7 separate regions of the Mus musculus genome follow, and all the other regions are linked to region 1. A link is a contact called in public HiCAR-type and promoter capture Hi-C data. All regions are on one chromosome and are shown on one strand. Each heading gives the region's core, a stretch centred on a gene start, on an enhancer-like site or on the middle of the called end of the contact. The rest is flanking DNA. Distances are from core to core; before and after follow the strand shown. Region 1 holds the start of Tfb1m (transcription factor B1, mitochondrial). Region 2 overlaps Arid1b (AT rich interactive domain 1B (SWI-like)). Region 3 overlaps Arid1b (AT rich interactive domain 1B (SWI-like)). Region 4 overlaps Arid1b (AT rich interactive domain 1B (SWI-like)). Region 5 overlaps Arid1b (AT rich interactive domain 1B (SWI-like)). Region 6 overlaps Arid1b (AT rich interactive domain 1B (SWI-like)). Region 7 overlaps Arid1b (AT rich interactive domain 1B (SWI-like)).

What was found. Promoter capture Hi-C pulls out the DNA fragments that hold promoters and counts their contacts. HiCAR-type assays count read pairs that join an accessible place to other places.
Region 2: a promoter capture Hi-C map of liver shows a contact between it and region 1, with 4 times the contacts expected there. The contact joins the enhancer-like site here to the promoter of Tfb1m in region 1. A contact is called at or near these places in 8 of 39 promoter capture datasets (the 3T3-L1 cell line, the C10 cell line, embryonic stem cells and 4 more), 5 of 484 Hi-C or Micro-C datasets (the C10 cell line, cerebral cortex, cortical neurons and 2 more) and 2 of 115 datasets of contacts at active chromatin or transcription factors (embryonic forebrain and large pre-B cells).
Region 3: a contact with region 1 is called in a promoter capture Hi-C map of pre-B cells, with 7 times the contacts expected there. The contact joins the enhancer-like site here to the promoter of Tfb1m in region 1. A contact is called at or near these places in 10 of 39 promoter capture datasets (the 3T3-L1 cell line, 3T3-L1-derived adipocytes, the C10 cell line and 5 more), 9 of 484 Hi-C or Micro-C datasets (the C10 cell line, adipose-derived mesenchymal stem cells, cardiomyocytes and 5 more), 4 of 115 datasets of contacts at active chromatin or transcription factors (astrocytes, cardiomyocytes, pro-B cells and 1 more) and 2 of 9 other capture datasets (adipose tissue and liver).
Region 4: a promoter capture Hi-C map of pre-B cells shows a contact between it and region 1, with 5 times the contacts expected there. The contact joins the enhancer-like site here to the promoter of Tfb1m in region 1. A contact is called at or near these places in 9 of 39 promoter capture datasets (the 3T3-L1 cell line, 3T3-L1-derived adipocytes, the C10 cell line and 5 more), 1 of 484 Hi-C or Micro-C datasets (cortical neurons) and 4 of 115 datasets of contacts at active chromatin or transcription factors (embryonic forebrain, fibro-adipogenic progenitors, kidney and 1 more).
Region 5: a contact with region 1 is called in a HiCAR-type map of astrocytes, with 4 times the contacts expected there. The contact joins the enhancer-like site here to the promoter of Tfb1m in region 1. A contact is called at or near these places in 6 of 39 promoter capture datasets (the 3T3-L1 cell line, the C10 cell line, embryonic stem cells and 3 more) and 2 of 115 datasets of contacts at active chromatin or transcription factors (astrocytes and large pre-B cells).
Region 6: a promoter capture Hi-C map of pre-B cells shows a contact between it and region 1, with 5 times the contacts expected there. The contact joins the enhancer-like site here to the promoter of Tfb1m in region 1. A contact is called at or near these places in 6 of 39 promoter capture datasets (the C10 cell line, embryonic stem cells, hippocampal neurons and 3 more) and 2 of 115 datasets of contacts at active chromatin or transcription factors (astrocytes and cardiomyocytes).
Region 7: a contact with region 1 is called in a promoter capture Hi-C map of liver, with 3 times the contacts expected there. The contact joins the enhancer-like site here to the promoter of Tfb1m in region 1. A contact is called at or near these places in 2 of 39 promoter capture datasets (the 3T3-L1 cell line and liver), 3 of 484 Hi-C or Micro-C datasets (CD4 T cells, cortical neurons and cranial neural crest) and 1 of 115 datasets of contacts at active chromatin or transcription factors (embryonic stem cells).

The regions. Positions count from the first base shown.
Region 1 is chr17:3,556,356-3,559,374 of GRCm38.p6, forward strand. Tfb1m (transcription factor B1, mitochondrial) reads right to left here and starts at 1,400. Exons shown (of 7, transcript NM_146074.3): 1 at 1,226-1,400. The coding sequence starts at 1,358. 1700102H20Rik (RIKEN cDNA 1700102H20 gene) reads left to right here and starts at 1,469. Exons shown (of 2, transcript NR_045303.1): 1 at 1,469-1,549.
Region 2 is chr17:5,215,937-5,218,955 of GRCm38.p6, forward strand. All of the region lies in intron 4 of Arid1b (AT rich interactive domain 1B (SWI-like)), which reads left to right. Gm34854 (a long non-coding RNA gene) reads right to left here. Exons shown (of 3, transcript XR_876354.3): 1 at 1-3,019. Among named protein-coding and RNA genes, the nearest start is that of Gm34854, 6.8 kb to the right of the region's middle. Within about 2 kb of position 1,410, at least 48 of the 459 cell types and tissues checked have an H3K27ac peak or open chromatin away from gene starts, as enhancers often do. A contact at or near this core is called in cerebral cortex and liver, where this site is marked.
Region 3 is chr17:5,188,532-5,191,550 of GRCm38.p6, forward strand. All of the region lies in intron 4 of Arid1b (AT rich interactive domain 1B (SWI-like)), which reads left to right. Among named protein-coding and RNA genes, the nearest start is that of Gm34854, 34 kb to the right of the region's middle. Within about 2 kb of position 1,425, at least 412 of the 459 cell types and tissues checked have an H3K27ac peak or open chromatin away from gene starts, as enhancers often do. A contact at or near this core is called in 3T3-L1-derived adipocytes, adipose tissue, astrocytes and 11 more, where this site is marked.
Region 4 is chr17:5,136,530-5,139,548 of GRCm38.p6, forward strand. The region is part of intron 4 of Arid1b (AT rich interactive domain 1B (SWI-like)); the gene reads left to right. Among named protein-coding and RNA genes, the nearest start is that of Gm34854, 86 kb to the right of the region's middle. Within about 2 kb of position 1,587, at least 239 of the 459 cell types and tissues checked have an H3K27ac peak or open chromatin away from gene starts, as enhancers often do. A contact at or near this core is called in cortical neurons, embryonic stem cells, kidney and 3 more, where this site is marked.
Region 5 is chr17:5,105,287-5,108,305 of GRCm38.p6, forward strand. All of the region lies in intron 3 of Arid1b (AT rich interactive domain 1B (SWI-like)), which reads left to right. Among named protein-coding and RNA genes, the nearest start is that of Arid1b, 110 kb to the left of the region's middle. Within about 2 kb of position 1,540, at least 47 of the 459 cell types and tissues checked have an H3K27ac peak or open chromatin away from gene starts, as enhancers often do. A contact at or near this core is called in astrocytes and liver, where this site is marked.
Region 6 is chr17:5,088,103-5,091,121 of GRCm38.p6, forward strand. The region is part of intron 2 of Arid1b (AT rich interactive domain 1B (SWI-like)); the gene reads left to right. Among named protein-coding and RNA genes, the nearest start is that of Arid1b, 95 kb to the left of the region's middle. Within about 2 kb of position 1,574, at least 66 of the 459 cell types and tissues checked have an H3K27ac peak or open chromatin away from gene starts, as enhancers often do. A contact at or near this core is called in embryonic stem cells, liver, pre-B cells and 1 more, where this site is marked.
Region 7 is chr17:5,013,119-5,016,137 of GRCm38.p6, forward strand. The region is part of intron 1 of Arid1b (AT rich interactive domain 1B (SWI-like)); the gene reads left to right. Among named protein-coding and RNA genes, the nearest start is that of Arid1b, 20 kb to the left of the region's middle. Within about 2 kb of position 1,398, at least 13 of the 459 cell types and tissues checked have an H3K27ac peak or open chromatin away from gene starts, as enhancers often do. A contact at or near this core is called in liver, where this site is marked.

The DNA of each region.
Region 1 (3,019 bases), core at 150-2,649:
AGAATCTGGAACTTACTCCAGGGACACACATGAGAACATAGATAACAAATTGAATGGCTGGTGATGTAATTCAATTAACTGATAAGAGTGCTTGCCTAGCATGTGTGAAGCCCTGGGTTACACAGTCAGCAATCAGTAACTGAGCATGGTGGCATATGCTTTTCATTTCGGTTCTTGGGAGAAGGCAGGAGGGCCAGACACTCAATAACACCTGCCATGTAGTGAGCTTGAGGCCAGCCTTAGACATAGGAGACTGCATTTCAGCAGAGAATGGTGCTTATATTTAGCATGTGCTTATATTTAGCATGACTGGGAGAGGATGCTAGAACCAAAGAATCTAAAAGTAGGCATCCTAAGGTCCTTGTAGGCCTTTCTATCAAATAAGAGATGAGAAAACTTAAGTGGAGTTAACTGTTTTACCCAAATTCTACGGGTCGAATAAAGGCTCCAAAAACAAGAAATAAAAGTAACTTATGCTTTGTGGTCCATGCAATCAAAATTGATTTTGGGGACGGAGTGTGTGTATGACACACTTACCCTTTTAACTTGAGGGGGTTAACATGCTAAGTACTCCAACAGTCAGCTAGCACCTTTATTTGCAACAGATGGATCTTATTCTCAAGAGGAGAGCATTACTATGACATGGGTGGTAAGTAAACCAACAAACACCTGTGAAAACTCATCAAAACATGGGTGTCAAACTGGTGACCTTCACCCTATATAAGTTTAATCGCATAAAAGTAATTTTTAAAGAAGCCGGAGAATGTCAACTTATTAACTGCAAACTCAGGGCTGTTGTTGGGACGGTGGTCCCAGCATTGGCACAAGGTAGCTGTAGGCGCCGTTTGGTTAGTATGACTTTACAGAGCGAATCTCCAGTCCCTAGAGGGATCCCTAGACTTAAGTGAACGTTTATCCTATTTACTCTCTTGGTTTCGTTTTTGAAAGAGTCCATCTGTTTCTAACTGGCGGCAATCCTCCTGCCTCTGCTCCTCGAGTGCTGAGCTTACAGACGCGCTTTACTGAGCCGGGCTAACGAGAGGCAGGTTGGCGCATCATAAAGCGCGCGGGAAACATCTCCCGCCCGCAAAGCGGTCGACCAGTCGTCGCCCTAGCCCGCGAGGACCGGAGGAGCAGCGCTTGACTGACAGCCGCCCGCCCCAACCCGCTCCATCACCCGGCCGCGCCCACCACGGAGACCCGGGCGAACTGACGACTCAGCCACCTGTCAGCCTCAAGTCCAGGAGGAAATTCTGGGAAAGCTGTTTCACCGCTCGCAGTCCGAACAACTTAATGATCTCCCGAATGGTGGGCAACGGGGGAAGGCGGAAAGTGCCGAGCTTCCCCGAGGCAGCCATGAGAGACCCACATACACAGCCACGCGCAGCGGCTGGAAAGGTGCACGGCGCGCAGGGGGTGGGACCTTGGAGAAGACTGCCCGCCTCTGAGGCCACCTGGTTGGATGGAGAAACCTGCCGGAAATGACGAAACTGACAGGAAGTCTGTATGTACTGGGAGCTCAGGACGCGTCAGGCCGAAAGCGGTGCAGGTTGGGAGAGGAGAGGGGGCGGAGGCTAGGAGGCGTGGTCTTTGTAACCTCTGGGAGGCTCCGCAGGCCTTTGACATTCCAAAGGCTTGACTTTTGATTTGTAGCAGGAAAGATGGTGATTGGTTGCTTGCTGTTTGTAGACTGGTTACCGCCCCACCCCCGTAGGCTAGATACTTTTTATTTCTTCGCGTCCATTACTTCTTTCAGAACTTAGTTCCATAGAGAACTATAGGCTTATTTAAGGTAAGCCTGCTGAAAACCGAGTTTAAGACTTAGACTTTAGAGCAAATGGCTGAATGCCAGCCCGTTAACAGCACCCCAGCTTTAACCAATAGCAAGAGACCAACTGACTCAAGTAAAGCAAAAAGCTAACCGTAACCAACTAAACTGTGTCTCTAGATAATTTCTCTTTTCTTGTCATTGAACAATGTCCATTTTCTGGCCGGAGTTGTTTGAAAGAATTCCAAGGGCTGCCTAATTTTAGAATGGTGAATGAAAGCCATTCTGGGTCTTTAAATATGCTGTAATTTTGTCTCTTGAGCTAAGCACTTTAAACTTCGAGAAGTGTTTTTGATACCACTTGTTACTATTTCATATTCCCTTTTAAATCTCTCAGGTGTAGTCTTGCGAAACAGGACACATATTGCTAACTTCCGATTAAAACAGGATCAAGAAAGCCCTGCGAGGCCACGAATTTCGTAAAGCTGGAAGTTCACAGATTCCAGCTGTAGTCTAGTGCATGCGCGGTGGCTGCTGTTTTTAAGCAATGCCAGCAAGGTCAGCATCAGGACCACTCTTTTAGCCTTTGAAGCTTTTTCTAAAAGCTCATTCATGCTGCAAGCATTGTGGTCTCTCCACTGCTCTCAGAGTGAACCATAAAGGGGTTGCTCTTTTAAAAAGCTCAACTAAAAGAAATGTGTGCCAGGTCTCACAACTGAGTGGTTTGGAATTATTCGCTCACTAATTGTTACCATACAGATTCGGGTAGATTTTATTATTACGTAGTGGTGAAAGTGAGACTTGGGGCGGTTCAGCCACTTTCCCACACTTCAGAGTGGAAACGGAAGGCTTACTCATCAGGCAGGGAATCCAATGGAGAAAGGCTATTTGAGGGTTAAAATCCAAGTACCAAGAGAAGACAAATAGGTTCTGTCTTCCTGTGATGTCTGAGAACACAAGAAAGAAATGAAAACTTTTAAAATATTTTTCATAAGTGGGAAGATTTTTACTTTTTTCCGTCTGATTTCACTTGGTTATAAGTGAATTACACATCGTTTATGGTTCTGGTAGTTTAAAAAAAAAAAAAAAAAAAAAGCTAATGTAAAACCAGACCACTCTGGGCCGTGTGGAGAAGTAAAAAGTCCACATATCCACTTTAGTGGTTGCTAGATCAGCAGAAACCATGGGCTGACTGATGTATCTCTTTTAGAAAGTGAGAATGTGGTGGCAATTCCCCAAAGTGTCATAAAA
Region 2 (3,019 bases), core at 160-2,659, 1.7 Mb after region 1:
ATTGAACTCAGGACCTCTGGAAGAGCAGTCAGTGCTCCCAACCCCTGAGCCATCTCTCCAGCCCAAGAAAATCTTCTTCCTTTCTTTTCTTCTCTCTCTCGCTCTCTCTCTCTCTCTCACTCTCGCTCTCTCGCTCTTCCCCTCCCCCTCCCCCCCCCCTTAAATCATTATTTTGATTTTTGGTTTTGATTACTCGTTTTGGGGGTGTAAAAAGAGAAACTTAATAAAATTTACTTTTTAAAACATATGTGATTAGTAATATAATCTATAAGTTTTGTGAATAGACCCCCACATATAGTAATATTATATATATATATATATATATATATATATATATATATAATTTAAACTATGTTTTTGTGTTCTTAAAACCCAGGGTTACTGTTCCTCGTAAAATTCTGTGCTGAGATGTGACAAATTTACTTCGGCTAACGTTTGGTTCCTTCCACAGTACCCTCCAGGAAAACTGTATATTTTAAGTAGGGTTTCTATGTACTTGATTTTAGTCCTTCTAAAGAATTCCACAGAGCCAAAGGTGTAACTAGGAAGACTTGAGACTGGTCTAATGATATTTTTTTTAATTACTCATATTTGGAAAAATGTATCAAAATGTAAATGTAGTAGTTACTACACGTGACTCAAATCAAAAGAAAAGCTTAGAGCCGGGCATGGTGGCGCACGCCTTTAATCCCAGCTCTTGGGAGGCAGAGACAGGGGAATTTCCGAGTTCAAGGCCAGCCTGGTCTACAGAGTGAGTTCCAGGACAGCCAGGGCTACACAGAGAAACCCTGTCTCAAAAAAAAAAAAAAACAAAAACAAAAAAACCAAAAAAAAAACAAAAAAACAAAAAAAAGAAAAGCTTAGGGGGTTGGCTGCAGACAGGACCCGGACACAAACGGCCGACTCGTACTGGACTCGCATGGATGGGCTTTGACATCTAAATGAACTTCTAATGTCGGCATATACTGTTTTTCTTTAATTCCCCCACCCCCACCCCAGAACTTCTTGAGCTTTGATGGTATATTTTATAGCTCTAACCCTCTCTGTGAGTCTACAGTTATAAGATGAGGACTGTGGTCTGGCCAGCTGGCTGCTAGTTCCCCTGAAGCCCGAGTCCCTGCTTCCCAAACTCACCATCCTCAGCCTGTGCTCTCGCCTGCTCAGTGAAGCATCTGCTCAGTTCAGATGGCAGCCTCCGCACAGCGTGGTCATCAGACACTCCCTCAGCCAGCCGTGTTCGGCTTTCTCCTGCCTGGGCCTTCTAACGTGACCCTAGTTGATGCTCAGAAAGAGCAAGCACCATGCTCAAGGGACAAAGCCTGTTGCTGGGGTGCCATGCCTTCACTGCTGCGAACACTAGGGCAAGGTGTGGCTTCAGCTCTGATTGCAGTGCAGTTCGAACAGTGGCACCAGGCCAGCTGTTACAGAGTCCCTGTGATTCTGAACGTGCTAGGAGAATGCACAGTGTGGCCCAGGCAGGGAGGTGTTGAAGGGCTCTGACCTTTGACCTTTGAGGCCAAAAATCTCACCAGCAGGAGGAATGAAGATAGAAACTCTATGGGCATGTGGCTTTGGTGTTTCAGTAAGATGCTGACCAGAGGTGCCTTGGTAATGAAATGAGTCTCTCCAAAATCTAGACGTTTGTTCATCTGTCTGTCCCGTGTGCTGTCTACAGGACACAGGCGACTGTGCAGGTGGTGGCAACTGTGTGCAGATCAGCCTTTTAGGAGCAGAGGAGAAACCTGGCAGCTATATTTAGCTTTGGATGAAGAATCAACTAAGCTGGATCATTGCTTTTTTTTTTTCTACAGGGCTGATGTAGAAACACATTTGTGCACCTAGTGAATTCATCTGTAAATCTCTGTGGGCTGTAGAGAGTATGAGGTTTGTTAAGGATGGAGTTAACTTCTTAATGGGAACAGGTTAAAGAATGGTTTTGTCCGTTGCAGACATTTTTCTGGGACTAGCTGATGCGATGTTTAATTTCCATCAGTCACTTTGAACAGGGATGGGCTTAGGATGAGCAGCAAGACTCCTAGTGGCCCTTTATTCCTTAACCTCCCAGTGCTGCTGCAAGCTTGAGCAGCAGCCAGGAAGCCCCTGCTGGAGACAGATGGCTACAGCAGTACGGGGGTGGTGTGCCCATGGCTGCAGTGGTAGAGGGCTTGTGCCCGGGAGCTGTTGAAGACCAGCAATCCTGTTTCTGTCCTCATGGCTCCAGGCTCACAGAACATGTTCTAGTTCAAATGAGATAGCCTTGGCTTGAGGGAGAGAGGCTGCCGCCACTCACTTGGGTATGGTGCTTAATCAACATCTGCACAACCGATCACACCAGAGTCCGTCCTTTCCAAGAGAGTTAGTTCTGTGGGCAGCGCATCAAGAGGAAGTGTGTTCCTGGCAGGGCACTTGAGTTCCTAATTACCAGATTCCTGGCTTAATTGCAATTACCTGGACACCCATACAGGGTGAACTTTTGGAAAAGAATATAATTAGTGAAGCAGGAACTTTGCTGCCAGCTCCCTGTCTAGATACCAACACTAAACAGCCTGATGTCTGTGCCTGTGCAGACTGCCTGCCAGCACTAGAGCCCTTCCTTAAAGTCTGGGAGCACATCACAAACAGCGATACTACTGCAGGGTGCTCAGGTTTTGTGTACAGGGGTGTGTGTGTGTGTGTGTGTGTGTGTGTGTGTGTGTTAGGAATGAGTAATTATCTAGAAGAAAAATAATTGCCAAATAGTGTATTTTCTGGGCACAAACATTCACTGTCCTTGGATGAGTAACTGTAAAATCCCAAGGTCTGCATGCAGAAGAAAATGGCTACAGTGCTCAGCTTTCCCCATTCAATACTTTAAAGATAAAATCAACCCCCCAAAACCTTTAACCTAATTTACAAATGCAGATTTAGATTTTTCTTAAAATAATTTTGAAGTCTGGGTGCTGAAGAGACGGGTCAGTGGTTAAAGAGCACTTACTGTTTTTCCAGAAGACCCAGGTTCACTCCCCATATCAGTCACCTG
Region 3 (3,019 bases), core at 175-2,674, 1.6 Mb after region 1:
GGTCCTCCATGCTGCCTCTTGCCTGGGCTCTGCTAGGTTCTATCCCCACTGCATGCTGAGTGCTTTCCTTGCCCAGCTCCAAAGGCCTATTCATCACTACCCACGATTCTGTGTTTGGTTTCCCTCTGCAGCCTGACTGCAGACCCGAGTTTGCCTATCTGTTGACTGCCTTCTTGGCTGCACCACAATGTGTAGCACTGTAAAATACCTGACCATGTGTTCCTTGCACCCCGACGGAGCCTGCGTTCATTTCACTACTGTCCTAACCACAAATGAAGGAAGGTAGTAATTTACTGAACCCAGAAACATCTGAAAATTCCTTAACCTCATAGCCTGTGCAGGTAGTACAACTTGGTACCATTTGGAGGACTGAAAAGGAAGAAAAGGCTAGAGGGCTGGAAGGAGGGCAAATAATGTCAGAAAAAAAAAGTGAACTTTTAATCAAAAAATCTCAAAATTTTAAAAATTTGAAATAAAGTTGAAAAATACTGAAGCATATTCCTGTGAAAATCATCTGTAGGAGAACAAATGGGGTGAAAAATTTGAACATTCACTGATGAAGAATTTGCCCAAAGCAATTTGTATGATTGCCCATTTTAGGTAAATTTACTAAGTATCACCTTTTCTAGTAACACAAATCCTAACATTTCAAGTGTACAAATGATTTAATTCATAGTATGTCAGCATGCCTGCTTGCCTTTGACCCTGCTGGTACTATACAGACTAGATATGGCTGAATGAGAAGTACCACATTGCAGAGCCTAGGTGAGCTGCGTCAACATGACAACAGTAACAGCATTTAAAATCATGTGTTCATTTCTTTAAATATCTGTAACATTATCCAAAAGTTTCATATATAGCACTTGGTTGTGACAAAAAATAGTAATGGTGAATTGGTGCTTTTGTTTTTGCTAAGCTCTCAGATTACTTAATTTTCTTCCAAAAAGTAATGACTTGGGATTTGTGGCTATACGTGACACACATATATAACCATAATGGGATTGTTTAGAGAATTTGACCATTCAACCCGGTAAGCATAAGGGAGCGCTCAGCAGGGCCTTGGGTTGGATACCTGGGCCTGCAGCTTGCCTGGCTGCCTAATGGCAGCCCTGAGAAGCCTAACCTGCGGGGCACCCTAAGTCTCACTGTCTGTTTTCACGTTCCCTATCCTGGAAACGTGTGCGTGGGGTTTCTTTGTTTTCCTAGCGCAGTGTGTCCCACAGCTCGCGGGCCAGTGAGTGACTAGGCACTCCTCCAGGGAGGAAGAGGGGAAGCAGCGACTGCGCAGCCGCGGGTGGGGAGCTCCCGGCAGGCACCGCGGTGGGAGGCCTGGCCATCGAGCCACGGTCGGGGCTGTGCAGGCCCCACCCCAGAGGGCTCACTCCCAAAGTTTCTGCTGACGCAGCCGCGCTCCCGGCGGTGCTCCCAGTTTCTCCGAAACCCTCCCGCGCCCTCTGCCTGTCCCTGGAGAGGAGTGCCGAGGCGAGGGCCGAGCGGCTGCCCTGTATCCCTGCTGGAGCCGTCCGCCCCTGAGGAAAGGGCCCTCCCCCACTGTAGCGGGGCCGGTTGAAACTTGCTTTGCAGAAAGAGACAAAGTTGTAGACTCCCAAAACCCAGAGTCTGGGAGGATCAAACAACACCCCCCCTTCCCCCTCCCGTAGGCTGGGCCATGGGGAGACCAGAAGGCCGCTGGAAAGTAGGGTGGGGTGGAGTGATGGGGTGGGGCCAGTGGGGCAGGCAGTGGGTGGGGCGCCAGGGGGCGGGCCTTAGGCCTAAGCTGTGCACCAAGACAGGCGAGATGGAGGGCAAGAGTGGCTGGAGCGGAGGGTAGGGCCAAAGGCAAAGACCCTAACTACATTTGTGCAGTACCAGTTGGAACCAAGTGCAAGGTTCCTTGATGGGAAAACTAATTCATAGCATTTTTAAATCCCAGAAAAAGCCTAAGCTTTTGTAGCGTCTCATCTCCTGTCTGTACCTTCTTAAATTAAAAAAAAAAAAAGTTATTTTATGCTACTGGGTGTTTTGCCTGCTTGCATGTCTGTGCACAGCGGCTGTTCCTGGTACCCATGGAGGCCAGAAGAGGGCATCATCAGATCTCTTGAAACTGGGATTACATATGACCTGGGAGTTGAACCTACAAGCAGCAGGGTTTGTTATCCACTGAGACAACTTTCTAGCCTCTACTACGTTAGTAAATGCTAAGAGGATTTGGGGGGAAAGACATTTCTGGAGAATAAGACTAATCTGTCTAGAAGACCTAAGGCCACTGTCTGCTCTCTGTTGCTCACCTTCTATGGTATAGCAGTGTAACCTTAGACCTTTCAAGTAACCTGCATGACACATACAAGAAGTTAGTCGACATACATATACCAGACTTAGAGGACTAATCAGCCAGAGCCTCTAGTTGATAAATTATTTCCACTGTGATCTGTAGCCTGAATGGTTTTTAAAGTCAATGCAGTTGGTACTATGAAGAGTGAATTATTGATAATCATTAACATGACGGATATTTCCTGACCCAGTAGCTTAATTTTGGAAATTTGACACTTAAAGTTTGTTACAAAGGTTATTAAAGAGACTCTGAGCAACAAGTGTTTTGCAGAATACATTTTGTTTGGGCTTATGCCTCATATTTACTATGCACGTGCATGGTATTTTAACACAAGTATGTTTATGATGTGTATACAATTAATATTCTATTAGGAAAGATTGTTATAGTATGGACATTGCTAACCTTGATTACTGCTGCTCACTGCTGCCATTTGACAAAGTTTAAGCTAAATAAAATCCAGTTGATTTGGACATTTTGTAAAGAGAGGTGAATTGCATGCCGGGGTATACTACTACACTTTATCCTTAAAAAAAAACCACCTAGACGCAAATCGCTTATCATGCACGTGTGGATCTGTTTGGGCTTGCATTCACTACATGAATGCAGTAACACCCAACATACTAGAAGAGGTTGGTGTGTGTGTGTGTGTGTGTGTGTGTGTTGGGGATAGTTTTCATTTCTATCGTG
Region 4 (3,019 bases), core at 337-2,836, 1.6 Mb after region 1:
GTTTCAGTTATCAGTGTTTAACACAGAGACCCCATGAAGATCTGGGGAAGATTACAGAGGAAATGAACATGACTGTCTTTGAAGTGGACAAACCCCTGTTCTCATTTTTAGTGGCAGCCTCTGGTGTCCTTGGTGTCCTGGGCAGCTCAGCTCTGCTTTTCTGTTCAGCTAAAGACCTAAGGTACATACAACAGTCGGATGTGAAAGGTACCATAAAGACATTTCACCCTCCAGATGCTGTATTTAATACAAAGTGCGATCCGACGCTCTAACCTAATGCTCAAAGTCTTTTTCTCTATGGAAGTGTATGAAAGCGGCTTGGGTGAATTTTCTTGCAGCTGTCCGTTACTGCTTTTTGCTTGAGAATTAGAAAGAAATGTGTTTATTTTGTATGGATCAGTGGGCACCTTTAATGGCAAGAAGCTTGCTGTGACAAAGGACCGGGTCTCCTGTGAGGTTTGTATTCAGGCTGTGCTTCTGGAAGGACTTGAGTTGACCTAAAGTCACACATTCCTATGTAAAGAAAAGCTGTTCTAAGACATTACAATTTGTTGGGGGTGGGGTAGGATGGAAAAACAAACGAGCCCGGATAATGATGTGACCGCAAATGGAGGTCCAGTTTAAGGCTGCGTCCCAGCTACCATGGTAAAGAGAGAAATTCAAGGTTATATAATTTTTAATATAAAGGCAAAATTCGTTATATCTTAGGGAACTTCACCTTCTATGATTTTGTAGAAGGAAATGTTCTATAAAGAAACATAAAATGATCCTGAGAAAATAATGAAACTGATATGGAAATAGAGGCCTGTTCTGTGCAGTAAGAGCCGTGATCCCATATTATTTGGAAGCTTATAGGGGTCTTGAATGAGACCTTCCGGCCCACGTGAGTGGACAGGGTCCTGAGTGAGGCCTTAAGTCCCGCCCACGTGATGGACAGTTGAAGTCCCGCCCACGTGATGGACAGTTGAAGTCCCGCCCACGTGATGGACAGTTGAAGGGTTTTCTAGAACTCGATTGACTTGTTTAACTGTCAAAATTATAAATCTAGCAATTGTGTTCAAAGGAGTGGTTTATTGAGCCCATTTTTATATTTCATGGAAACTTTTAAAATAGTTCCCTTAATCATAAGCATGTAGCAGAATAAAAACTCAATATAAAACTTAATAACATAGCTAAATTGCAAGTAGTTTTATAATCTTTTTCTTTTGAGATAGGTGTGCAGGTGACGTTTTCCTTTGTCATTTGAAACTTCGGGTTTGTGTTTTCATGGGAGAAATTGGCTTTTCCATTAGTTATGAAATTGGGGGGGAATGTGATGGCTGGGACTTTGGGTGCTGGCCCTGTTCTGGTGACTTGCGGCCACCGTCTGGTGCATGTCACCCACTGGTGAGATGTGAATTCAGTCTCTCATGAACCTCTAGACTCGGGCTCACTGTCAGGTGTGAGCTTCTGAGAACAGGAGGCCTGTCTGTCTGTCTGTCTGTCCAGCACTTCCTGAGGAGGGACTTGCTGGCCTGACTCCTCTGTCTCCACCCCAGGAGAGGTCAGGGGAAGCAGCTTGGGCCTCCAGGTAGACTTTAGTCACAGCTCTTGACCCTGTAAAGAGAGGGTCTGGGTGCCTGCCAAGGAGCCAGCAGGGACAAAGGACAGCAGCCCTGATGTGAAACTGTCTCTCCTTCTCCTGGGTAGGAAGCTTGGGCTGCCTCTCAGGTCCATGAAAGGGGTGACTCTGCCGTTCCTGCTTCTATAAGAAACTAACTCTTAGGCTTATAACTAGTCAGCAGAAAGTGAGTTCACGCTACATTGTGTTTATTCCTGCAGACAGTAATATAATAATTGATCTGTCTTTGTTTGTGGCCTACCTTCATTATCTTGTTCCTAACTTCAAGTAGAAGAAAATCATATATATAAAACTTTTCAGGATGACATTAACTCCAGCAAGAGTCTCCTGAATTTCCACAACCACACTTGTCCAGAACTTGGTGAGTTTTCAACTCTGAGATCTTGATCAGCTGTGTTACTGCTGGGCAGCCTTACTCATTTGCAGTGTTTTTAAGAAGCTCACAACTTACACATCTGTGATTGGTGGTTGTAAGAAAAGCCGGGGCGGGGCGGGGGGGGGGGGGCGGCAGGCAGGTGTCCTTCCAAGCTCAGTGCAGGAGGACGTGGGCCCAGCTCCTGTGAAACAGTCATAAGCATTCAGTTTAGCAGTCATGGGGGTGGTTTTGCAAGTCCTCTGAACAAACATGCAGACCCTTAGTCACTCCTACTCTGTCTGAGAAAACCATGGTGGAAGAAACTATTTGCATTTTCTCCTGGGAGCAAGGAAGAAGCAAGAAGTCTGTGTCATGCTATTGAGGTTCCTTCCTGTTTACTTTTGGTTTTACTCCCAGCATCCCCTGGTGTTGCTTGACTAAGGCAAGTCTTCCCCCAGGAATATGAGACCGTGGTACAGTCCGCTTCATAACGTTCCTGGGTATTTTTATAATTTATCATCAGCTGACACTGCCTGGGTAGAATATTCTTACCACTCCCTCTGGCTGCTGGAAGTCTGAAATTACATCTTTGTCTTTGAAGTCAGGCATACTGTTAGCGTTGCCATGGTGACAGGGTGGGTAATGGCCTAGGCAGACAGGAGATTGGTGCTTAGCATTTAAACGCTGCTGTACACAAGGCCTTGCTTTTTAGAGCTGTTACTGAAGTCTACCCTTTTAGTAAATGTTTAAAAATTACATTTTTACATGGTCTTACTAGATTAATAGTCATGGTTTATTTCGTTTTAACTGCAAGGATAAAAGCATTATTCCGTTAAATGGGTAGCTTCCCCCTCTCTTTTGGTTTATGCATTATTAACACGGGCTTCTCCTGTTTTGCTTGTAACATTTTATAGGCTTTTTAAACACAGAGTCAGATTTGCTCTGTTGCTCCTTTAGTTTTCGGACTTAACCCATTATCTGCTTGATCCTTCACAGTCTCACATGGAACTAAGTTAAACGACTAAGCTTTAAATCTTAAGAGT
Region 5 (3,019 bases), core at 290-2,789, 1.5 Mb after region 1:
GCTTTTTCTCCATGCTGTCCTCCCACCTACCAGCTCAGACTTCTCTCCCTTCCTGCCCTGGCCCTTGCACAGTAGCCAGGCAGATGCGAACTCTGGAATAGGAGTGAGCTTGTCCTGTGGGCCGGCACCCTGTGCTCTTGAGTGCTGCTACTTGCATTGAGGCCAAGGATGGCAGAGGTCTCCTCTCTGCAGCTCAGGTGCTTCAGACAACAGAGTAGCCAATCGCTCTGCTTGTTTGTTATTATATTGCTGAAAACTTTATAAACACAAGTAATTTAGAAGGATCACATTTCTCTTTATTTTTAAATTAAAAACTTTCCTGATTTAGTCCAGGTTGACCTCAAACTGAGGCTCCTCCTGCCTCACCCACCTGAGTGCCAGACGTTCCACTCTGCCTGGTTTAAGTTGCTCATTGTATAAAATGAAGCTTTTCTAACCCCCCTTTTCATTCTAAAGAATGTTCGTAGATAAAGAAGCTACTTCCAGAATTTCAAATAAGCCAGAACAATGTGCCAAGTCTGCAGTAGAAATGAAAGCGAAGCTGTAGTTAATGCCGCTGTGCAGTAGGCAAGGGCTCAGATGCAGCCATTCGAAGCCTCCTGCAGGGTTTGATGTTCATGAGTGGTCTCGCTGGCCTTCACAGCACAAGTAGAGAGCTGGCAGGAGCCTTGTGTTGTTAGCATGTCTTATGTTTCCAGCAAGACCATCAATATGGTATTCTGTGCTCTGATGGTGAGACACGTGGGGTACAGTTCTCCACAGCACAGCACACAGGCATTAGTTAGTACACTGAGTAGTCTTCCTGGGAATTTAGGGCATCCTGAAACATCCACAGAACACTTTGTTCCTCTCTGCAAATAGAGTTGGTCTCTAGACTTAAACAGTTAGCTTTTGTGTTGGTATTTGTAGCTTGTGTGTTGGGAGGGGGTGGGGGGGGGTTCAGGCAGGATTGAGTCAGGGCCCCACACATGCAAGGCAAGCTTTGTACTAATTGGCCGTTTTCCTCATCTGCTTTTTACTCTTTGTTTTTCAGTTGCCCAGTGTGGCCTTGACCTCACTTTGGGGCTTAGGTAAGCCTTGAACTTTCAGTCTTGCTGCTTCAGCCTCCAAGTAGCAAGTCTAGGCCTTTGGGCTTGGCTGTGTTTTTAGGTTACGCGTGAATGCTGGGACTTTTTGAGGTAGCGTGGGCTGTGATGTGGATCCGTGGCTACTCCAGCTTTTCCTGCACAGCACCACAGGCCTCAGTGCCCTTCTGTGGTAGTAGCTCTTCTTCACCATCTGTCTGTGCATGTGATGTGTGATGTGGATCAGGGTTAGCACACTGCCACTGCAGAGGACAGCCTTTGGAGACTGGCAGCCGTGGTGGCAGCCATTTTTCCTGGGGACCTTTCGCCAGCCCTCATCGCACATCTTTACCTTTGTGACAAGCAGTTGCTCACCTGGCATCTTGCCATTTTCTTAGCTTTGGGGAAATCAAGTTCATAGACAGTTTGCCTTACACTGTAAAACATTAACAATCAGGCCAGTCCCTGTGTGTAGCTAAGGATAGCAGGCATTGGCACACACTTATTATTTCCCCAGTTAAAGCTGTGGGAGACTGAAAACTCTGTTACCAGCAAGGGGGCCACAGAGTGAGCTCGGGTGTCAGGGCTAGCTCAAGGCCCAGGCAGCCTGCCTCTATGTGAGCTGGCAGCACAAGCAGTCCTCAGGGAAGCCAGCCACCGCAGGGAACTGTTCTGGGGAACTTACTCTTTGAAGTGTTCACCAGGGAGGGACTTGGGGAGAGGGACCATGGTGGTGGTGTATGCAAACAGATTGTCTAACTGCAAAGAGAAGTTGCTCCAAACACTGTAGAACTGTTGCAAGTGCCTTCTGTCTGATCATGCATTCCGAATTAACATGTAATACTTCACAACACTGTGGCAGGGCAGTGGCGTAGCAGATTAGGGGCTTGGCATGCCTGTCTGTCCTGTAATGGAGGGCTTGGGAGTACCTCTGGCCAGCCCTCTGCATTTCCTTCCTCCTTAACTAGCTGGACTCAGTACATCTTCATAATCTCTGGAAATCCTCTCAGATGCTCTACTCCCTTAGAAACCCACTCCTAAACCAGGAGCCTCCCTGCTCCTATCCTCTCAGAGCAGGACCAGGAGGAGGCCTGGTGGTCTTTTCACTTCTGATCACTAAAGATAATCCCTGCCGAGACTCTGCACCTCCTCAGGTTACCTCACTTACCCTTCAGTGTTCACATCCTAAACCTTCATCTCCTAGGCCATGCTGCTATCTAGTTCATGGAGGGGTGAGATGCTGCAGCCCATAGACACAAAGGTTGCTGCTGCCCTCCATAGTGCCTCACAGGAGACCCCACCCTCCCCCATGGCACACATATACCTGCCTTTCCCTTCTCTTCCTCAAGCACTGCTTTCTCTTTCTGTTGCTTCTGTGGGCGTCAGAACACGCTGGCACTCTTCTCACCCGCTATCTTGTCTTTCCTCTATGGCCCATTACCACTTGAATTTACCTCACTAGATAAGACATTTATTTCACTACTTGCTGAAACAGCTCTCTCCGTGTGGTTTTTGTGCCTCTTCTGTTTAAATTGGCAGGTAAAATTGTAAGTATCATCCCGTATAGCAGGATGCTCTGAAAGTATGCAGACATTAGGGGTGACTGAACCCAGCTAATTATGGTGTGCACTGCTCACATGATTTTTGTGGTTGGAATACTTCTAATCCACTTTTAGCAGTTTTCCTTCACAGTCTATTGTTAACCACAGTCACCTTGTGGCACAGTGGGTCCCCTGCATGCATTTTTCCAGTGTCCTTTGCCCAGTACCTCCATCCCAGCCTAGGTTCTGACAAGCAGGAGTGTGTTGTCTGCTCTGTGTGCTTCCTCCCTGGAGTCCACACCAGCCTGGATCAGATGCTCAGAGAGAGGAGGCCCCACCCTTCCCTGCAGATGCCATTCTTTCTGATTGACCTGTCAGAAGCATTTGACTGGGCGAGCATCCTGTCCTGTGGCT
Region 6 (3,019 bases), core at 324-2,823, 1.5 Mb after region 1:
GCTTATCAGTGAGTGCATATCTAATGACTTCTTTTGTGATTGGGTTACCTCACTAAGGATGATATCCTCCAGATACATCCATTTGCCCAAGAATTTCATAAATTCATTGTTTTTAGTAGCTAAGTAGTACTCCATTGTGTAAATGTACCACATTTTCTGTATCCATTCCTCTGTTGAGGGACATCTGGGTTGTTTCCAGCTTCTGGCTATTATAAATAAGGCTGCTATGAACATAGTGGAACATGTGTTCTTATTACCAGTTGGAACATCTGGGTATATGCCCAGTAGAGGTAAATTGGCTGACCTTCAGCAGAAGGTGGACCTTGCACACTGGGGTGGTAGCGGAGAGACTAGAATGTTGGTGGAGGGCTCTTTAAAGGTAACAAGGAGGTCACCCCACTTTTGCTTTGGAGTCGTTCATGCTATTTAGCAGCTGTACAGACTGGCCCACTGGAAGCACTTGTCAGTCAGGAGACAGGGCTGGAGAGAGCAGGAGTCTGCTCAGCTAAGGAAAGGCATTGGCCTTTCTTGTTTGACCATACATTTATTAATCTTAAGTTGCATGAGAGTTAGGGCACACTCCATGAAGCTTGACAGAGTTAATTTTATGAAAATTAGAAGGTTCACCACTTTGTAAAATGGATAACAATGTTGTAGAATCACTGTCCTAAAGAGGTAGCATAGACTGGAAATACAAATGAGTGTAAGAATCTAAATCAGTTCATGGATAACAGAGTCATCCATGAACTGATCATTTACTTAATGAGAGTAAATAAAGGCTGCTCTGGACACATCCCTGACTCCTGGAAATCGAGGTTACCAGAGGCACTATTGTTTAGTTCCCACAGCCATAAAGAACATTCGCTCTGAAGAGCACTGGTCTGTGATCTGCTAAGGAGGAAGCAGTTGGACCTAGAGGAAGCTCTGAGAGATTCTGTTGGCCAGGAAGAACATAAAGAAACCAAGCAATAGAATGACACCTGCTCTTTCCTGTTTTTATCTGAAAACCTTCTATTGAGTGCGCCTAAAGTTTACTAACAAATTTGCCATTAAAAAAGGCTGTTGTAGCCGGTGGCACACGCCTTTAAGCCCAGCACTTGGGAGGCAGAGGCAGGCAGATTTCTGAGTTTGAGGCCAGCCTGGTCTACAGAGTGAGTTCCAGGACAGCCAGGGCTATACCGAGAAACCCTGTCTCTAGAAACCCTGTCTCGAAAAACCAAAAAAACAAAAAAGCTGCTGTAACAAAAGAACTTTTCATTGTTTCACAAATCAAAATGTAAATCTATGTTACTACAATGAAAAGCCTAAATTTCTTGGTGGGGGGTAGAAGGGTGCTGGTTTGCTAAATCATTCTAAAAAACGTGTTTGTTTTTGAGTCTGAATAAGCAGCAGTGTTTGTGGTGTAAGGTGAACGTGCTGGGAACCAGGGCACAGAAGAGGGGATGGAAGAGGGGGCAGAAGAGGGGACGGGGTCTACAGGGGCCTGAGGCACCTTTGAGCTCCAGCGCACCTCCGCCTTCTGGATCAAAGGCAAGGCCGTCCTTTGACCCTGCAATGATCCTGGAGCCCTGGAGTGCGTTGCCAACTCTTTCTTAGCCCCAGCTCACTTGCCGCCGCGCCCCACCCCCACCTCTGTGCGTGTGTGCTTGTGTGGTGGTTCTGTTCTTGAAGAGAGGTGGAGTAAGGTGGAACAAACTTGACTTGCGTGCATGTGTGCAGCGTGCATGCTGAACACAGTGCTTGTTTGTTGATGGCTTATTTTCAAGTATAAAGAACTAGTTGGAGGAAGCTCTGGAGTAGTTTCTCTTTAGCTGAGTTTGGGACAGGAGCGGGCTCTCTCTCCCTCCCTCTTTTAAATAAAAACATAGAGGAAAAAAAAGCACCTGTGTCCTTGAGTCTTCTCAGTTGGGGTTGGATTAAACCGCTTGGAAGGAAACACTTGCCCAGGTGAAGGCCCTTGCCTTCCTGCAGCCTCCTTTAGGGTGGGCTTGTTGGCCTCAGCACCCCCTCAGCTGCTTCAGCCCTGCATCAGCTGACGTGCTGAATGTCTTGCTGTTTTTCTCTTGCATGGGAAATATTCTGTGAATTTAAAAGCTAGCAGAATTAGCCTCAGCTGAGTGGAACTTAAGTTTTTTTGTTTTGTTTTGTTTTCCTGTGGGTTTTTTTTCAATTGTGTAGATTTTACCTGGAAGGACCTAAATCTAATGAAAAACAGATTGCAATGATTTCTGCTATTAAAGGTAAATTGCTACAGTGTTTGGGTTTTTGTTGTTGTTGTTGACTCTTAGCAGACAGCAGTTGTAAATAATCAGAAATGAATTGCATTTTTTTCTAGGGCCATGAAAAAGGTTTTTACAGGCTACGGGTTTGATAAGAGATTGTAGATAAGTAATTCGTTGTCTGTATGCACCTCCACACTTTCGTATTAAAACAGCATGATTTAGTTCTTGGAAGCTTGTTTCCCTAAGTCCCGGGTCAGGTGCATGGACAGGGCTCCTTATGACGTCTGTCGTGGGAACCAGTGTGCTTAGTGGCTCTGTCAGGTTTTGACTCCGTCTCCCTGCAGTGAGTCTGCTGATGTTGGACAGTTGGATTTCTGCATTTCCAACACGCAGAATTAAACGCCCAGCTGTGCAAATGTTTGCTTAGTTGGTTCATTTTTTTTCTTTAAGATAAATACCTAGAGACAGAATTCAAGGAAAAAAGATGTTGCTTCTATACACACTGTGACCTAGCTTAGAGACTTGCTTTTTTATTTGAATAGAAGTCATAATTATTTCAATATGCCCAGTTGCTCTGTATTTTTCTTATGTCAAGTAAAAACCTGTGAAACAACCATTAGGCACCTAGCTTGAATATGTTAAATATGTGTTTTAAAATAACTTATGGGTTAGTAAAAGTGTGCAGGCTACAGTTTCGATTCCTTTTCTCTATTAGATGTAGATGTGTAGTCTCATAAAATTTTAAGGTATGATTATTATAATGCCCAGATTTTAAGTTATATACAATTGGATGAGTT
Region 7 (3,019 bases), core at 148-2,647, 1.5 Mb after region 1:
AGGATCTCTGTGTGTTTGTGTGTTTGAGGCTAGCCTGTTCTACATGGTGAGCTCTAGGACAACCGGGACTAGAGAGATCCTGTATTAGATCCCCTCCCTGAAAGAAAGAAGCGTGTGTGTGTGTGTGTGTGTGTGTGTGTGTGTGTGTGTGTGACAGATGTGGAAGATGGAAGGATTAATACACAGGTAATGTGACTGAAGAATCCTTTTCTCTTAAAAAATCAGCATGGAAGTACATTCTAGAACTCTGATAGAGTCACTAGCTCTGTGAGGCTATTTAGACCAAAGGCTCACTTCTCTAGTTGCAGTGGACATGTGTGTAGCCCAAATGTAGCGCAGATCTAGAATTCTCTGGTCATTGTAGAAAGTCCTGGATGCAGTACTATGGAGTGTTTAATTACATCTTGCAGTATATATGGAACTTTAGACATTTAGTGCCGTGTTCTGATTCTGAGTGCAGAGGTCAGTTCCTTTCATGGATAATCAGGTTAGGATGTTGAATGACTTCTGAAGCCCCTCCCATTTTTTTTTCCTTTTTTCTTTTTTGAGATAGGATCTCTGTGAGTAGCTTTGGCAGAACTCTGTGTATAAATCATGCTGGCTTTGAACTTTTTGTGATCCCCCTGCCTCTGCCTCCCAAGTGCTGGAGTTACAGGCATGTGCACCCTGCCTGGCTTGAAGCTGTTTTTGATAATTTCAGCATTATACATGTATTTATCTCACATTTTAAGAGTTGAGTAAAGATAGTGTTATTGCAAGAGAATTCTATTAGAAGCCTCTGCAGTGGTCCGTGGGAAGGATGGCAGGAATGGATGCTTGCACTGGGCTCACCCCCTCCCTCTCTCCTTCGGTCTCTCTGTGTCTCCGTCTCTCTCCATCTCTCTGTCTCTGTCTTTCAACAGGGTCTCACTATGTAACCCTGGATATCCTGGAACTAGACCAGGCTGGCCTTGAAGAACTCATTTAGAGTTCCACCTGCCTCTGCCTATGTGCACTGGGATTAAAGGTGTGTGCTACCACCACCAGACATTTTTTGTCTCCCTCGTTCCCTCCTTCCTTCTCTCTCTTTTTCGTAGTCCAAGCTGTCTTTGAACCTGCAACATAGACCAGGCTGGCTTCAAGCCCACAGAGACCTTCCTGCCTTTGCCTCCCGAGTGCTGGGTGTAAAGGCAGACACTGCCGTGTCCAGCAAGAACTTCCTTTTCTCGTCCAACTGCCCAGCCTGACCAGCTGGTCTTCCCATGCTGAGCTGGAGCTCTGCGCTTGCGCAGTGCGCCTCCTCCTCCTCACTGGCCTCTACTTTTCCTCTCTGCCGTTTGGAAACCAGCTCTGGAAGGGACTCCTGTTGATTTCACTTCCTGGCCTCTGGAAATCCGTGCGTGCGAGGCTAGCTTGCTTCTGCTCTCTTCCTGCGTACCGCAAGGACAGCACCTCATTTCTATCTGTGCCACCGTTTGAACTTTAACCCCTGGCTGAGTGCTTGCAATAGTTTGTGCATTTGGAAAAAAAAAGTTATTGAGTTCTCACAGTTGACTGAAATGCTTTACCTTTTCATGTCACATGAGACAGGAGACAAATCGTCAGAAGGCTGGAGCCCGTGTCCGTGTGGCGCGTGAGTTTAGCTGGCTAGTGATATGCTGGTCCTGTGAGCCCTGCTTTGTTCTCTCCCGTCCTGGGCTTTCACAGCACCCAATGCAGAAGCTCAGGTGGTGGAGAAATCACAGCCTTTCCTGGAGCACTAGGTTACCTTGTTGCCTAGCGAGCGAGTGCCGATGCGAGCGAGTGCCGATGGGAAGTATCTCAAGATACGGATTGGAAGGAATGGACTTTCCCTTTGCTAACATTGAACTTCACGCCATCAGGAGATGAAGCAAGAATACATTTTCTTAGTGTCTGTGAAAGCTTGGTTATGTGTAAAGGGTGGCAGTTTGTGCCCAACTGCTCCTCTGTTACTGGGTGTGGATGCTCTGCTTGGAAGGCACTCTGCTTGTTAGGATTTACTTAGTCCTTTGAATAACAATGCTTGAACTTGACAAGAATGAAGCATTTAAGTTTCCTTACAGTTGGCTCTTACTGAGTAGCCCAAATGGGCCTGCGATTGATTCCCATGGCCCAAGTGGCTTTGAACTTTTTTCTAGGTGTTGCAACATCCCTGAACATGTCCAATTCAAGACATAGTTTTTTAAACACTTAAAAAAATTGCTTCTATTTGTGTGTATTGGTGTTTTGCCTGCATACATGTCTGTGTACCGTATGTGTGCCTGGTATCTGTTGCAGGCAGAAGAGGGTACTGGGGCCTCTGGAACTGGAGTTACGGATGGTTGTGAGCCATCATGTGGGTACTGGGAATTGAGACCTAGTCCTCTGTAAGAGTAGCCAGTGCTCTTAACTGCTGAGCCATCTCATTAGCCCTGACTTAAAAATATTTTTAAACATAGCAAATGTTAATTTGAGAATTGAGGATACTTCATATTTTTTGTATTCTCCGTTTTTCATTTTGAAGCTTCTGTCTAGGTTCCGAGGGTAGGATTTCTTAACATACAGCAAACAGAAGTTTATAGATCGCCCGGCCCTCCAGGCCCTTTCATCGCAAGCACAGGGCGTAGGAGGCTGAGATAGCTGCTCCCTGAGGAGCATGGGGAGAGGTGTTCTAGAAAGGAAACAGTATTTATGTATTGGCCTTGTTTTTCTGTGGTTAAAAATAAGCCAGGGCTTATTTTTATGCTTCTGAACATTGGTAACATCTCCTAAGCAAAGGGATATACGAATATATACGAGCATAAGTGCTTACAAGTGTATATTTGTGTATATGAGTATCCACAACGTTGGTCACCACAGTCAGTGCGCCTTTGTATGTGCACAAGGGTGGGAGACGGCAAACACCCACAGCAGGCACTGACAGAGCCGGAAGGACTCTCCATACAGTTTTTATTCCTGTGAGCAAGCACCAATACTGTTCTTTTCCGAGACAGGGTTTCTCTGTGTAGGCTGTCTTGGACTCGCTTTGTAGACCAGGTTG